2 separate regions of the Gasterosteus aculeatus genome follow, and region 2 is linked to region 1. A link is a contact called in public Hi-C data. All regions are on one chromosome and are shown on one strand. The core of a region is the stretch at or near the end of the contact, and the rest is flanking DNA. Distances in the headings are between cores, read along the strand shown. Region 1 holds the start of irx3a (iroquois homeobox 3a). Region 2 overlaps fto (FTO alpha-ketoglutarate dependent dioxygenase).

The links. Hi-C and Micro-C count contacts between places; a contact is called where the count stands out from the background.
Region 2: a contact with region 1 is called in a Hi-C map of whole body, with 1.8 times the contacts expected there. The contact joins the enhancer-like site here to the promoter of irx3a in region 1. A contact is called at or near these places in 2 of 6 Hi-C or Micro-C datasets (tail fin and whole body).

What each region holds. Positions count from the first base shown.
Region 1 is chr12:18,791,106-18,797,723 of fGasAcu3.hap1.1, forward strand. irx3a (iroquois homeobox 3a) reads left to right here and starts at 4,233. Exons shown (of 2, transcript XM_040166330.2): 1 at 4,233-4,982; 2 at 5,593-6,618. The coding sequence starts at 4,764.
Region 2 is chr12:18,849,375-18,856,077 of fGasAcu3.hap1.1, forward strand. All of the region lies in intron 8 of fto (FTO alpha-ketoglutarate dependent dioxygenase), which reads right to left. Among protein-coding and RNA genes, the nearest start is that of irx3a, 57 kb to the left of the region's middle. Within about 2 kb of position 2,832, at least 3 of the 9 cell types and tissues checked have open chromatin away from gene starts, as enhancers often do.

The DNA of each region.
Region 1 (6,618 bases), core at 2,983-5,482:
AATAAATATGGTAGGAGTATTGTGTAGTTTAACACATTACAATTGGCTCGGGTGGGATCAATGTTATGAACTATATCGATGCTAACGTTCTCAGCTGATATCAGTTGGATTTAATGCTGTGGTTTGTGTTTTTAAGAATATCGCCGGGAAGATGTATACATTAATTACATTTGACATGTTTTGCACAGGTCTGGATTATTTTACACTGATCCCTTGACACAGCACGACCATATGATGCTGAGAAATATAAATCATTTAATATGGTTTAATCCGGATTAATGGAATGACCTTTTATTACAAAAACAATGACAGTTTAAAAGGAAGTATAAGAATCCCTTGGGTCAATATGATTTACATGTATACCAAGAAAGGTTCTTAACCCTGTTATTGTGACCTGTCCAGGCCAAATGAATTGGTAAACAAACCCGAATACCCCAAATATTCTTTTTTCTAGAACTTCCGTATGTCTATAATCTGGGTTATAAACACCCTATAAACAGTGTAAAAGTCTATATGCACATTGCACATTGTACAGAACGTTTAAGTTGCTGTCCATCTTAAAACCTGGTTCAGGACCAGAGTCTAAAATGGATCTCCAACTCAATACACTTGCTCAGCCTGACGGCCTGACATTGTAAATTTAGTAGTAGCCTACAACCTGAACTCAACAAGTTAATGTAAAACACTTGCAAGGCAACGCGTTAATTTACGCTTTGATCCGATGTCCTAACCCAGTTTAATAAGTTGCAGTCCATTGACTATTAATTTGTTTCCAAATGGTTTGAGCAGGAGAAACCGTTCCAAAATGCTTTACTTTGGCTATCTATTTAATATGCATGATTGGTTGGTGTAATGTAATTAAAATCACACTATTGAAATTATTCTAACACGGAAAAAAATTAAACTTTAAATGTATTTCAAAGTACACTTGCTTCTGCTGCTAAGAACAATTAATTTTTAGAAACTAATTCATTTAGTGGATTAGGCTTCACTGTTCTTTAAACACTGCGAGATTTATTGGACCTTTATTTCACCCTAATGGGACACGAGTTTCAAAGAGCTTATTTGGAGATTGAATGTGTTGCAGTTATTTTTGGGGTTACCCACAGATTTAACTTTGAAAACCGCTGAGGAACATTTCTGATTAACAACAACAGTATGTATATTCCCAACAGCTAAGGATAATTGCTTTGCAATAAGAAATGACAATACCAATAGTCACTTGTATTAATTACACTCAGACATTTCCTGCATGCATTGCATTTGCCCTGCCCAACAGCTTTTGATGATCACATTGAAAAGCTGTGAATCACCCCGGCAATATGTCCTAAATAATATGTACAGCGGAAATTCTCCCGAAACTGACGATGCCAAAATTCTGGTGAGTAAAAAAACTCAGCAAATACCGCTGGCTCTGGTCCCCTTTCAAGAACTGCTGAACAAAACGAGAGCTGCCTCGCCAAGCAAGAAATCTCTCTCATGCACACACAATTACACACACATACACACATATAAACGCACACGTCAAACTTCCAAAAGCGTACAACGGTCATTAATTGCCTTTTTCTTTTTGATAAAATGTGTTTTTAGTCTTCTTTTTTTCCACTGTCACGGCATAGCGTTGTGGAAGAGATCTAAATGTGAGATTTGAAGCTCCTCTGTTTGAAGCCTTTTGATCTCGGCTGTTTTGCGGGGCCCCCGGTTCTTCCTTTTGCGACGTGTCGCCGGGGCCCCGTGTATTGCATAAGGAACGCCTGTAAAGCGACAGGCCGCGCTGCGCGTTGTGCTTTACGAGAATGTGTCATCTGCATAAATACCGTCAAAGAGCTCTTTACAAAACGGCCCTGCGCATTCGCATCGGCCTCTTTTTACATGACCCACCAATAAGATTGGCTCCCACGAGTCTGGAGAAGTCATTCGAGTTGTTGTAAGAAACCATATGATAATAATGAGAAATAAAAATAATATTAAAATATCGATAGCAATAGGTCCAAAAAGATGTAACGTGGTGGTTTGCATGGGCTGAGTTTTGGCCTGTGTGTGTGTGTGTGTGTGTGTGTGTGTGTGCGTGCGCGCGGAAGTCCAGCTGGGGTTAGTTTACTGTTTACTGAGACTCTCTGGAGGAGAAAAGGGGGGAGCTGCGTCTTAATGCTTTTATGGCCACGCTAGTTTCCCGGGTCGGCGTGAAAGTGTTAAGTTAGTGCGTGGCGCGTTTGATTGGAGGCAATAAATCAGACGCAGTCCTTGGCGTGGGTGGAGTGGAGGAGGAGGGGGGGGGGCGGGGGGGGGGGGGTCGCGACCGACCGACCGACCGTCGTCCCGGGTACGAGACACGTGTCCATCCGGACTCGGAGCGCTGCTTAGTGGACACCAGCAGTCAGACACCTCGCTCAGAATTATTTATTTTCTCTCTCGCTCCTCGCCCCTCCCTCTCTCCCTCCCTCTCTCTCCCTCTCTCTCTCTCTCTCGCTCTTTTTTTTATTGTCGTTTTAAAGTTCTTCTTCTACACACTTACGCATTTATCTTTAACCACCCTGCACTTCTCTGTCTGGACCCCCTCCGTTTGCAGGTCGATCTTACGTCTCTCTTAGCGTGCGTGTGGGTGTGTGTGTGTGTGTGTGTGTGCGCGCGCGCGCATGACCGCGTGTGTTAAGTGTGCGCGTGCTATTGACTGCTATGTAGTGATTACCATTCCGGTCGGATGGCACCAGCAAGCCGCTGTAATTAATAACCCCATAATCCGGGTTGGGGTGGATGTCGGCGAAGAACACACACAGATTCAGGACAGAGTTTTACAGACACAAGGCGTATCCGTATGGGGTTGTTCTATGTATGAAATTATAGCTGCTATTATCCCCCCCCCCCCCCCCCCCCCCAGACAATGATAACTATCTGCTTCCAAAGAAGATTAAAGGTTTATACAAGTTTAGAATTCTTGGAAACCGGGATCGCATTATCAAAACTACACATGAGATTGATGAGATTTCATCCCGCCGTCAATAATACGTTAAGACTTATATTCATATAAAGTGGGTGGAATAATGATTCAACCTCTGCAGTTGTTTTGCGAACGATTAACAAAACAGATGCTGGTATAAAATCGGTTCAAATGCGATTACGGTTGTCCCGTACACACTTTTGTGTATTGATTCGCGGAATTTCAATTTTGACTCCCTTGTTTTGTTTTAATCCGAATTATTTACAAGAAACATCAGGTTGCATCAAAATTATCGAATGGATTTTCTTCAAGTGCAGTCTGTCCGGATGATCGTTTGGTTTTAGAGCGGATTTAGAGACAAGTATCTCAAACGTCTTGTTTTAAGCTTTGTACCGAGCAATCTGTTTATTTACTCGGTTACACCATTGCTGTTATTATTACTATTACGATCACGTGTCATTATTATGGTTATTGGGTTCGTTAATAATAACAATTATAATTTTCAAAATATATTTTTTTATTTATAAATATGTTTTGCTCATTCTTTCTGAAGTCAGAGTATTGTTTCCCCCGGAATACACATCTTCAGGCCAATCCACTACCTTGTTTATTACTCGTCATTGTTGCTGCTTTGCACTTTACTCTTCATTAACAGTGTAATGCGCCCATCAACAGCTCCCTCTTTGATGTCAAGTAGCTGCATGCGACCTGTTTGATGTCCTGAATTGACTCCGATTCGCCCATAACGCCTCCGAACCGGTGTAGGAAAACACAGTCACGGTGACATAGTGATGGATTAAAAAGGTGTGTATAGCCTGTGATCCACGGCCAGGACAAAGCGTGAGCACCGCCAGTAGTTAAAAACATATTCATTATTTTCTGATTTTTTTCTTGTGATTTAATAGTTTTTGAAACTGCCAACTGACATGGTTTTTTTTATTAATATAGAGGAATGTCGGTTTAAAAAAATGTGCGTGAACATTTTCCAATTGTTACAAGAGAGGGAACTAATTTTACTTTTTTTTAACCGATGTACTCGAGTGTCCAAGAATAAAAGTGCACTTTTGTGTTAAAAAGAAAACTAGAGACGAAACAAAAGAAGAAGTTAATCAGTCGTAGACATCTCACGGCTTACTGTTGTGCAAACGGGCAAAATTGAGAATTAACACAAACAATGCGGTGGGACGGACTCGAACAACAAACAACAAATGAAATAGATTGGCGAGCCATAAAATGAGATTTGAAACCCCATTCAAATAAGAGCTCGCGACGTCAGCGCACTTATCCGAGAAGAGAGAGCGAGGGAGGGAGGGAGTGAGAGAGAGGAGAGAGAGAGAGAGAGGGAGGGAGAGAGAGAGAGAGAGGGAGAGAGAGAGGGAGGGAGAGAGAGAGAGAGAGGGAGAGAGAGAGGGAGAGAGAGAGAGGGAGGGAGAAAGAGAGAGAAAGAGAGAGAGGCTGGTCGGCGAGCGGTGGATATGAGAGGGGTGAGATTTGAGAAAATGGGAGGGGCTTCTAAACGACTAGAAATGTCAATCTGAGCAAGGCAGTCCCAATAATCTAAAGCAATCTGTAAGGACCTGACCTTAGTCCATCCAGATCAATAGGGAAGTGCGGGTGGAAAGAAGAAGAAGAAGAAGAAAAGCAAGAAATAAGGGGCGCAACCGGATCGTTTACACTGGCTGCTACCGAGGAAATATAGACTTCCCTTGCTCGCACCTTTTGTTGCCCACATGCTCACACTGTAAAAGTGGATATCGAGGCAAATCCTTTGCTTTGTGTGATCGCAGCAGACTTTCTTCTCCCCCCCCTCCCCTTCCCCGCCGCCATGTCGTTCCCACAGCTGGGATATCAGTACATCCGACCGATATACCCGCCGGAGCGCCAGGGGATCGCCAGCAACGCCCGGGCCGGGACGGAGCTCAGTCCGTCCGGCGCGCTCTCCAACGTCCTCTCCACTATGTACGGATCTCCTTTCGCCGCAGCAGCGCAGGGCTACGGAGCGTTTCTGCCCTACTCGAACGATATATCAATTTTCAATCAGCTGGTGAGTCACTTTTGGCCCCCTTTCGAAGTCTTCGATAGAACTTTTTTGTTGTTGTTGTTGTTGTTTTTTTTATATTGCTTCGCAATTCAAATGAAAATAAATGAACAGTTCCGCAAGAGACGTTTGAGCGTCAACTTTTTGAGCGATGTGGTTAAAGCTGAGAGAGGTAGGGGGGGGGATCTATTTGTAAGTCAAAAGTGGTTAAAAAGTAACATATTAACAAAGTGTGCATAGGACTTATTGTTACATCATTCCCTGAAAGTTATGTTTATAAAAGGCTGCGACGCGCTGTGACGGTTTACACAGGCCACGCAGGGGAAGACGTGCATTAAAGTAAAGTAAAGTTTTTCGTTGTAAATATACAGAATATTTCAAATATAAAATAGTTGTATTTAGTTGCCACGCTTTTGGTAGAAAAAAAAACGTGTTCAAGTTAAATAAAAATAAAAAATGTTTTGGGGTGTTGTTTGTTTACACCTCAATAATGACCTTATTTTGTTGCATTACTCTAAAATCCCTTCCCGTAATGTGTGGCTTGGTCAAATGTATGATGGGGAATAATTAATTAAGTCTAATAAATCCCTCTGACTGTGATGCTTTGTCTTTGCAGGGTGCTCAGTATGAACTCAAAGACAGCCCCGGTGTCCAGCACCCGGGCTTCGCCCACCATCACCCTGCGTTCTATCCATATGGCCAATATCAGTTCGGCGACCCGTCCAGACCCAAAAACGCCACCAGGGAGAGCACCAGCACCCTGAAGGCCTGGCTGAGCGAGCACCGCAAGAACCCCTACCCGACCAAGGGCGAGAAGATCATGCTGGCCATCATCACCAAGATGACCCTCACCCAGGTGTCCACCTGGTTCGCCAACGCCAGGCGGAGGCTAAAGAAGGAGAACAAGATGACCTGGGCCCCGCGGAACCGCACCGACGAAGAGGGGAATGTTTACGGCAGCGATCACGAGGGGGAGGAGGGGGACAAGAGGGAGGACGAGGAGGAGATCGACTTGGAGAACATTGACACGGAAAATATCGAGAACAAGGACGACTTGGACGACCAGGACGACCTGCATTCAGACATTAAACTGGACGGGAGGAGCGACTCCGAGATTTCTGACGGCTATGAGGATTTACAAGGGCCCGATCAGAGGTTTCTAAAGTCTGTGGGGAAAGAGGGGAAAGACGTGGAGAGGGGAGGAGAGCACTTCCACAGCCACCACCACCACAGCAGCAACCACCACCAACACCACCACCAACACGCTTCTTTGGACACCAAAGCGTCCCAAGCGAACGGCGAACAGCTCAAATTGAACCCGGTGTCCGTTGGCTCGCCGCCCTCAGAAAACAACCCGGCCCCGGCCCAAAAGCCAAAGATCTGGTCTTTGGCGGAGACGGCCACGGCCCCGGACAATCCGCGCAAATCGCCGCAAATGAACGGCGGCAACTCGGCGGGGCCCGCGGGCCAGACCATCATCGCCCCACACAGACTCATCTCTTCGTGTCCCGTTGGGAAAATCCAGAACTGGACGAACCGAGCGTTCTCGGCGCATCAGCTGGCTTTACTGAACTCGAACCATTACCTGGGACTGGCGAACCAGGCCACGGCCACCGGCTTGGCCCTGTACAGCAGCAGGCAC
Region 2 (6,703 bases), core at 1,582-4,081, 57 kb after region 1:
TGGAACCAAACAAAAAGTCAATACCAAGCGAGGTGCCTTAAGCTCTCCTGGGCTCTCGCTAGAAATTCAGTGGAAGCCACAGTGGCGTACAAACGAGACTTTTCCCATGGCAGAGCGGCCCACCTTTAAAGTTAAGGTCAAAGACAAAGGGGTTTTTTTTGGAGGGAAGGAGGTGTGTGGAGTTGGGGTGTGTGTGTGTCAGGAGGCAGCGAATGTGTTTGTGAGTCCGGGCTGTTCCAATGGATTAACCCCAGACAGATATGGGCCTAACTATCCCATCTGGCGCTCGGTCAGGGGAGATTGGCAACGCAATCACTCATTTCAATTTGCCCTGAAACCTTAGAGCCTGGCAGGCCCCCACTCAGATGCTATGCTAATGTGAAAGGTATCTAGGATTCTATCGCCTCTATTCCACAGAGGCCGCTCCCTCCACGCAGCGCGCTGCACTTGAACTGCGGCTCCGTGGCCCCTCGCTGCACTAAGGTCCGGAGCCCCCCCTTTGCGCTCAAACTAACCACTTTAGCTAAAGTGAGTGTTAATTATGGACAGGCAAAGCAGTCAATAAAAGGTTAATGCAAAAGCCAAAGGATAAATTCCTTTAAGCATTGCATCATTCCACCATCTCCGCGACCAACACACTGCTCGCAGGTCTCCTAATCAATACGTTTTACTGTAATGCGCTCCCCATCGATTTCCGCCCCCCCCCCTCTCCCCGCTCGACGGTTCCAGGGCCCATCACTTGGTTAAAGGAGGGGAAGAGGAAAGTGAGGGAGTGAATAAAATGATTAACCTCGGTTTCACTTTGTTGTTTCACTCTTAGTCTCCCTCTGGAAGGCTTGTAAGAAGAGTGCAGGGCGGTCGGGTGTCATCAGCGCCATGGCGACCGTCACAATCATCAGCATCAGCAGCATAGTCGGCCCGCTCAATCTCGGGCCGGTGTGTAATTGTGTAGCAGTTCGCTCAGGCGGGGCCATACATTAAAAGCCCCTCTGCTCTTAACAGGATGGAAATCCGCCTAATAGACAACATCAGTGCTTTCAACTCTTGCAATTACACTGATAAATGCACAATTGTGTCAAGCCAAGTGAAAAAGAACCCGGAGAACATAGATAGGAGACAACGCTTATTGCATTATTGCTACAGGGGGTCATTTGTAACCACGTGGGATTAGACGGCTTGCCCTGCTTGACTCTGGACCTCATTTTTAGGAAAAGGGTGGAGTCCCGCCACGCTAATGGAAAGCCTTTGCGAAAGAACATACAGAGGATCAGATACCCTCTCTAAACTTCATGTTTTATGTAAGAGCTATGAGTTTTTCTATGAAGTATCCCAATAGCACCTTATCACAAAGATAAAAACAGATACAAGAGTAGTTAGACGTGGCTCTTGTTTGAATGGGCATTGCAACATCTCCAAAACATGTGCCAGGCTAAACAGGACAAAACAATAAAGCCTGTGTTAAAGTGAAACGGCACAGAACATCAATCAATCATCCTTGTTTATGTAGAGCTATAGTATCCGTCTACCTCAGGTCACCTGCCTCCCCATGCTCGGCCCTCGCTCCATCTAACTCTGAAGCAAACTCGTGCAGGTGTGCAGTTTTATGGTCTTGGCAACCCGAGTGCCCGATAGCTGAGAATGCAATCAAACAAGTCATGAAAAAACAGGCATGTGTCTCATAAATCAGCCGTTCCCTGAAAAGGTAAGGCATGCAGTCATGTTGCAAGAGGGAAGAAAAAACAAAAAAGCACACTTATCCATGTAGGTTTTTGTGTCTGTGCAGTGTTGAGTGAGAAGTGAGTGATTGAGCACATCTGTCTTTGTATATCATGCAGATATATATATGGGTAAGAGTGAGACAGGCAGATAGCATTTATCGACCTACTTATCTTCCAACTGTCTTGTGCAAGATATTAGTGATGTCATGCAGAGGGCATGCATGTTGCCGGGAGACATTAAGAACAAGCCCCGACCTGTGACGCGTCGAGCTTCGGATCTCAACCCACACCACCCAGGACTCTCAAAGGTCCTGTGAACTCTCAGGGTTGTCCTCATTAGAGCCCGAACAGAACCTCAGATCCCCACCCACCATCCCAAACTCCCATTATCCCAATCACTGCCATATTCAGCGTTAAACGTAAAGTGGTGCAGAATGTGAGCCAGCCAGCCAGCCAGCCAGAAAGCGTGGGCAGCGCCGCGTCTTAGCCGTTTCCTCAGGATCAATTAAATGCTATTGTGTCTGCAGACAGCTGCTGACTGTGCACTTTGCGAGTACGTGAGGTGGGCAATTGTGGAGAGCGAAACAGAGAGAAGGGTGGGGGGGGGGGGCGTCATCAAATGCATGACATATGTTCCTTTCATTTTGATTCTCTCAAAGGAGCCTAATAAAACTAACATCTGATGCACTCCTTTTCCCTTTTAATTAATGGTCTTGGAAACCACACAAAAATGCATTAGCAGGCCGTGAGGAGGAGGAGGAGGGGGGGTGTTTCTGCAAGGAGGTTGGGTGCCGCGTCAAGCTTCCAACACTCGGCACCACGTGCCGCAACGGCCACAGCGCTGATGGGAACAATAATTCTCCCGAGGAGCGTGGGTGCCTTTGGGTGGGCCTGTGAGGAGTCCCTCTTGCCAGCTGCAGTCTAGGCTGCACATTAAACCACATGAAACAAATAAGTACTTAATGGCATATCCGGGGCCAATTGGAATGCGGGGCCCTGAGTTTGCACCGAGGGCATGTGACTTACAAAAGCGCCGGTTGAGTCAACAACAGAAACGGAGAAGGTGCGTCGTACCTGCAAAGTCCCTGCCTGCTTCACAGCGGGCGTGTTTGATGTGGCCTGGCTGGCTGGCCGCCCCGTCTAGAGCAGGGTGAACCAGATGTAACAGCAAAACACACACAAAGCAAGGTAGCCTCAAATTGCCTTCATAATTGGAGGCAATAAAACACTATTGGAAGTCTGGAAGTGCAAAGGAGGCAGGCCCCTGAACTACAGCTACTGCTCTCAGGAAACCAGGTGGACGTCCATTAGGTGCTTAACAGCGTAACAAATTACCAAACACCCGGGCCTGCTCCCTCTCCTCCTCAGGCGAGGGGATGGAATGTGGCCCAATGTCAACACAGGCGCAAAATTTACAAGCAGACAACTATTGTTAAAATGCAATCAGGTTCTAATAAAACAACGAGAAAAAAAAAAAAAGGCAGGAAAAGGACAAACAGATAGGAGCCTCCTGGCCGTTGACTCTGCCGACAGCGCCGGAGAGACGGATCACCCCCCGCAGCTGTGTGTGTGTTCAAGAGAAACAGTCACAGTCAGAGTCCATATGTATGCGTGTGTGTGTGTGTGTGTGTGTGTGTGTGTGTGTGTGTGTGTGTGTGCGCTCCAGGCCCACTGGGGAGGAATGAGGGAGGCTGCGGCTTTTGGCCCACCAGCCACCTGTGCCAGGCTAGAGGCCAGCGCAACAGAAGCAGCTGGCTTGGAGGAAAATCCCTGGAAAACAAACGTTTACTTTCGGGCCTGCAAGTACCGACCCAAAGACAACACCAAGTAGGGACGGCCGCCCAGCTCAACAAAGCAGCCCTCTCCGTCATCGCCACAAATGAGCCACACGTGGCCTAAAAACAAATATATAAAACTACTACTTTCTAAAACTAATTAGAACTGGTTCTGAAGAGACACTGACGGCAGTTTTTCCTGATGACGCCGTTTGTTTATGAAGCCCTGGAGAGGGATGGAGCAATAAGAGGGGTGGACGACGAGGGTAAAGGGGTTACGAGCCCGCGAGTGATCGCACCTTTTCGCGGCTCAGCTTTCGGAGGCCGTAAATCTGCTGTTGGGGAATCAGGAAGAGGGTTACTGTGGCGTTGGGAGCGCTAACTCTTACGTTTTCCCGGGCAGTGGCACGCCGCCGCTGTGAAAGCTTGTTCTTGTAAAACGATCATTTTTAACTCTCATCCAATCCTCCCCCCACCTCCCCTCTCCCCTCCTGGCCAAGCGTCAGTGCCTCGTGGGCATCATCTGAATGGTGCAATAAAGCGGGTGATGGATGAGGCTTGCCTCGGAAGCTATACAGCTGAGCCATGGACGACACCTGACCCCAGTCACATGATAGGGTCGATTCATAATTCCCACCTGTCTTCAGGTGACGGTGGCGGGGTCAAGCGGCTCCGGCTAATTATAGTCTTTTGTGACTTCAATTGCCCGGTTACAAGTCATCCCTCTGTGGCTCCAGGGGACGTGGTGTTAAGTTCTGAAGCCTTTTTGTAACGCGGAACTGTGAGATAGAAGTTTTGAACAGTTGCACCACAGAGATTGGGTTGCAGAAACACGTGACTGCATTGAAAAAAGCGACACACTGCATGTGTTGTTCCCCTTTAAATAAAGCGTCAAAACAAACAGTCACCTCTTTGTGTGTGTGTCATTCTTTGTATAAATATGAGATGTGGTTTAAACTGCATACGTAAAGTCCCCTTATTGTTGCCATCACTTGTCATGATTAGATCACATAATAGGCAAACCAGTGACGGTAGAAACGCCCTACTGAAACTGCCATGAAGCATAACCCTCATAAATTGGACATGTACAGGCGGGGCCCTTTATTATGACGAGACATTCTTGTAAAAACAAACAGCCAATGTTAATGTTAATTCTGTAATTAGGACCAAAGCACATAACTGTTATCTGACTGTTTTTAATGTTTGTATTGATGGAGAGGCAACGTATGTTCTTTTGACAGGTCACCAGTCGGGATCCCTCTGAGCTTTCTTCTACTGTCAGCGTTTTGCACCTTCAGACAAGTAATCTGAAAAAAAAAACTTTTAGTCCATGTTTGACTGTTCTATTCACAGTACAGAAGAAACTTCTGAATTCTGAAAAGGTCAGGCGGGATATAAAGTAACTTATTAGCACGTTCCCTTTTTTCCCCCCGAAAAAAAACGCATAGAAAAAGTCCTAAACTCTGTGTAGCTCGTCATCCGAGCCGGAGAAGGCTTTTGTGTTTGCAGCGCAGCCATGTGAGTGTGTGTGTGTGCGCACGCGTGCGCGCTACGCGTCCATGCCAGAGGAGTGCATTCCGCCAGGTGTTTGAACTTCTGCATCACCTGGTGCTCCCGCTGCGTGAACACGAGTTTTGTTTCACCCTATTAAGTAAATAGTGTAATTAAAGGGCCTCAGCATTTAAAATGCTGTGAACAGCCAGCAATTTGTTTGGAAGAGCAGCCAGGTTAGGCCCTGAGGCGCCGCACCAAACAGGATGCAAAGAGTGCACACGGCGAGCCAGGGAACGCAGTATGGTGGGGTGTGTGTGGGTGTGTGAGCACATCGGTACCTGCCTATGAAGATGAGTCTGTTTGTTTAGGCTTGCGTATGCAAAATATTCATTGAAAGTTGTTCGGGGTGTGTGAGAAGCTGTTTGTGGTCTAACTGGTACTTAAAAGTGTTCTGTTTGTAGTGACAATATCAGGGCTTGAGGAAATAACCGTACTACTGGCAGAACCACGGGGCTGTGTTGCGTTCAACACAAGGCCTTTTGTTTATAGTGGCACGGGGCGTTGTTCATGTATGGGAGTCACAAAAAAAAAACGTTGGTGGTAAAAGGTGACACAGGCTTATGACAACACAAAGCGCCAACCGCAAGCAGAGTTTGGCACAACCGATCAGAGGGATTACAGGGGAAGTTGTAACAGAGATCAACTCTTCATTAGATTCCTCTTTAAATGATTTTCCACTGTGCAAATGTTCCCTGCTCTGCAGCACCGAACCCAGCAAAGATGCTTCTCAATAAAGTCTCCGCATTTACTGCTGATCCAGGGTCAGCTGTGGGGAGTAGGAGAGGGATAACCTCTTTCTGAGCCCCGTAGAAGCCCAGATGGCTGTGTGCAAGTGCCGATCCCAAAACTAGCTTACAACTCAATCGCTGTGGCCACATCTTCCAGTCCACAGTTTAACCCCCTTCGATGTCAGCCAAGGTCACAGATGCAGGCTTGAGAGGCAAAAAGAGCCGGGAGTGAAGTGCTGCCAGAGTCAAAGGAATTAGACCCAGGCTGAGTGGCCCTCATCTGGCTAAGCCTGGTAAGTAGCAAGACTAACAGGCTGAGGCACGGTGGTTTTGGATCGCAGACACACACATGCATGCACTCACACCCACACAACCATCACACAACCCTGCTCGTAAGCCTGCACGCGAACGGACACACACACGCGCGCGCGCGCGGAAGGACTCCGAGGGCTGCAGATGGTGTGTGCCTTGGGCACGGTGACTGGGGCTCTGAATGAGCTCGTTTTAGATCCAGTGTGGAAGCTGTCACGACGAACAGGGCTCAAGGGTTGGGGCGGAAGACAAAGAGCGGCGGAAGGAGTGCATGAGGGGAGGAGAGGAGCGGGCAGGGGGGGGGGGGGGGGGCGGGGGCCTGACTCCTTTCCCAGCATGGGGGCTCCTCATGTTTTTGGTACAACATCGACAAGAAACTTTCCATCAGTGCCCTCTTGCCCTCCTGCACATGTCCTACCACTGTGTCGGCACACAGCGGCACATCTAACAGTGCAAACACACACACTCTCTCACACACACACACATACACACACTGGAAGCCAGCGGCCACCTCAGCCGTAATTCTGCCTGACTTCCGCTGTCTGAGTGGCAGGAGACAGGGAGGGTGAGGACAACAAGCTGTGAATACGGGAAGAGACAGAAAATCATTGAGAAC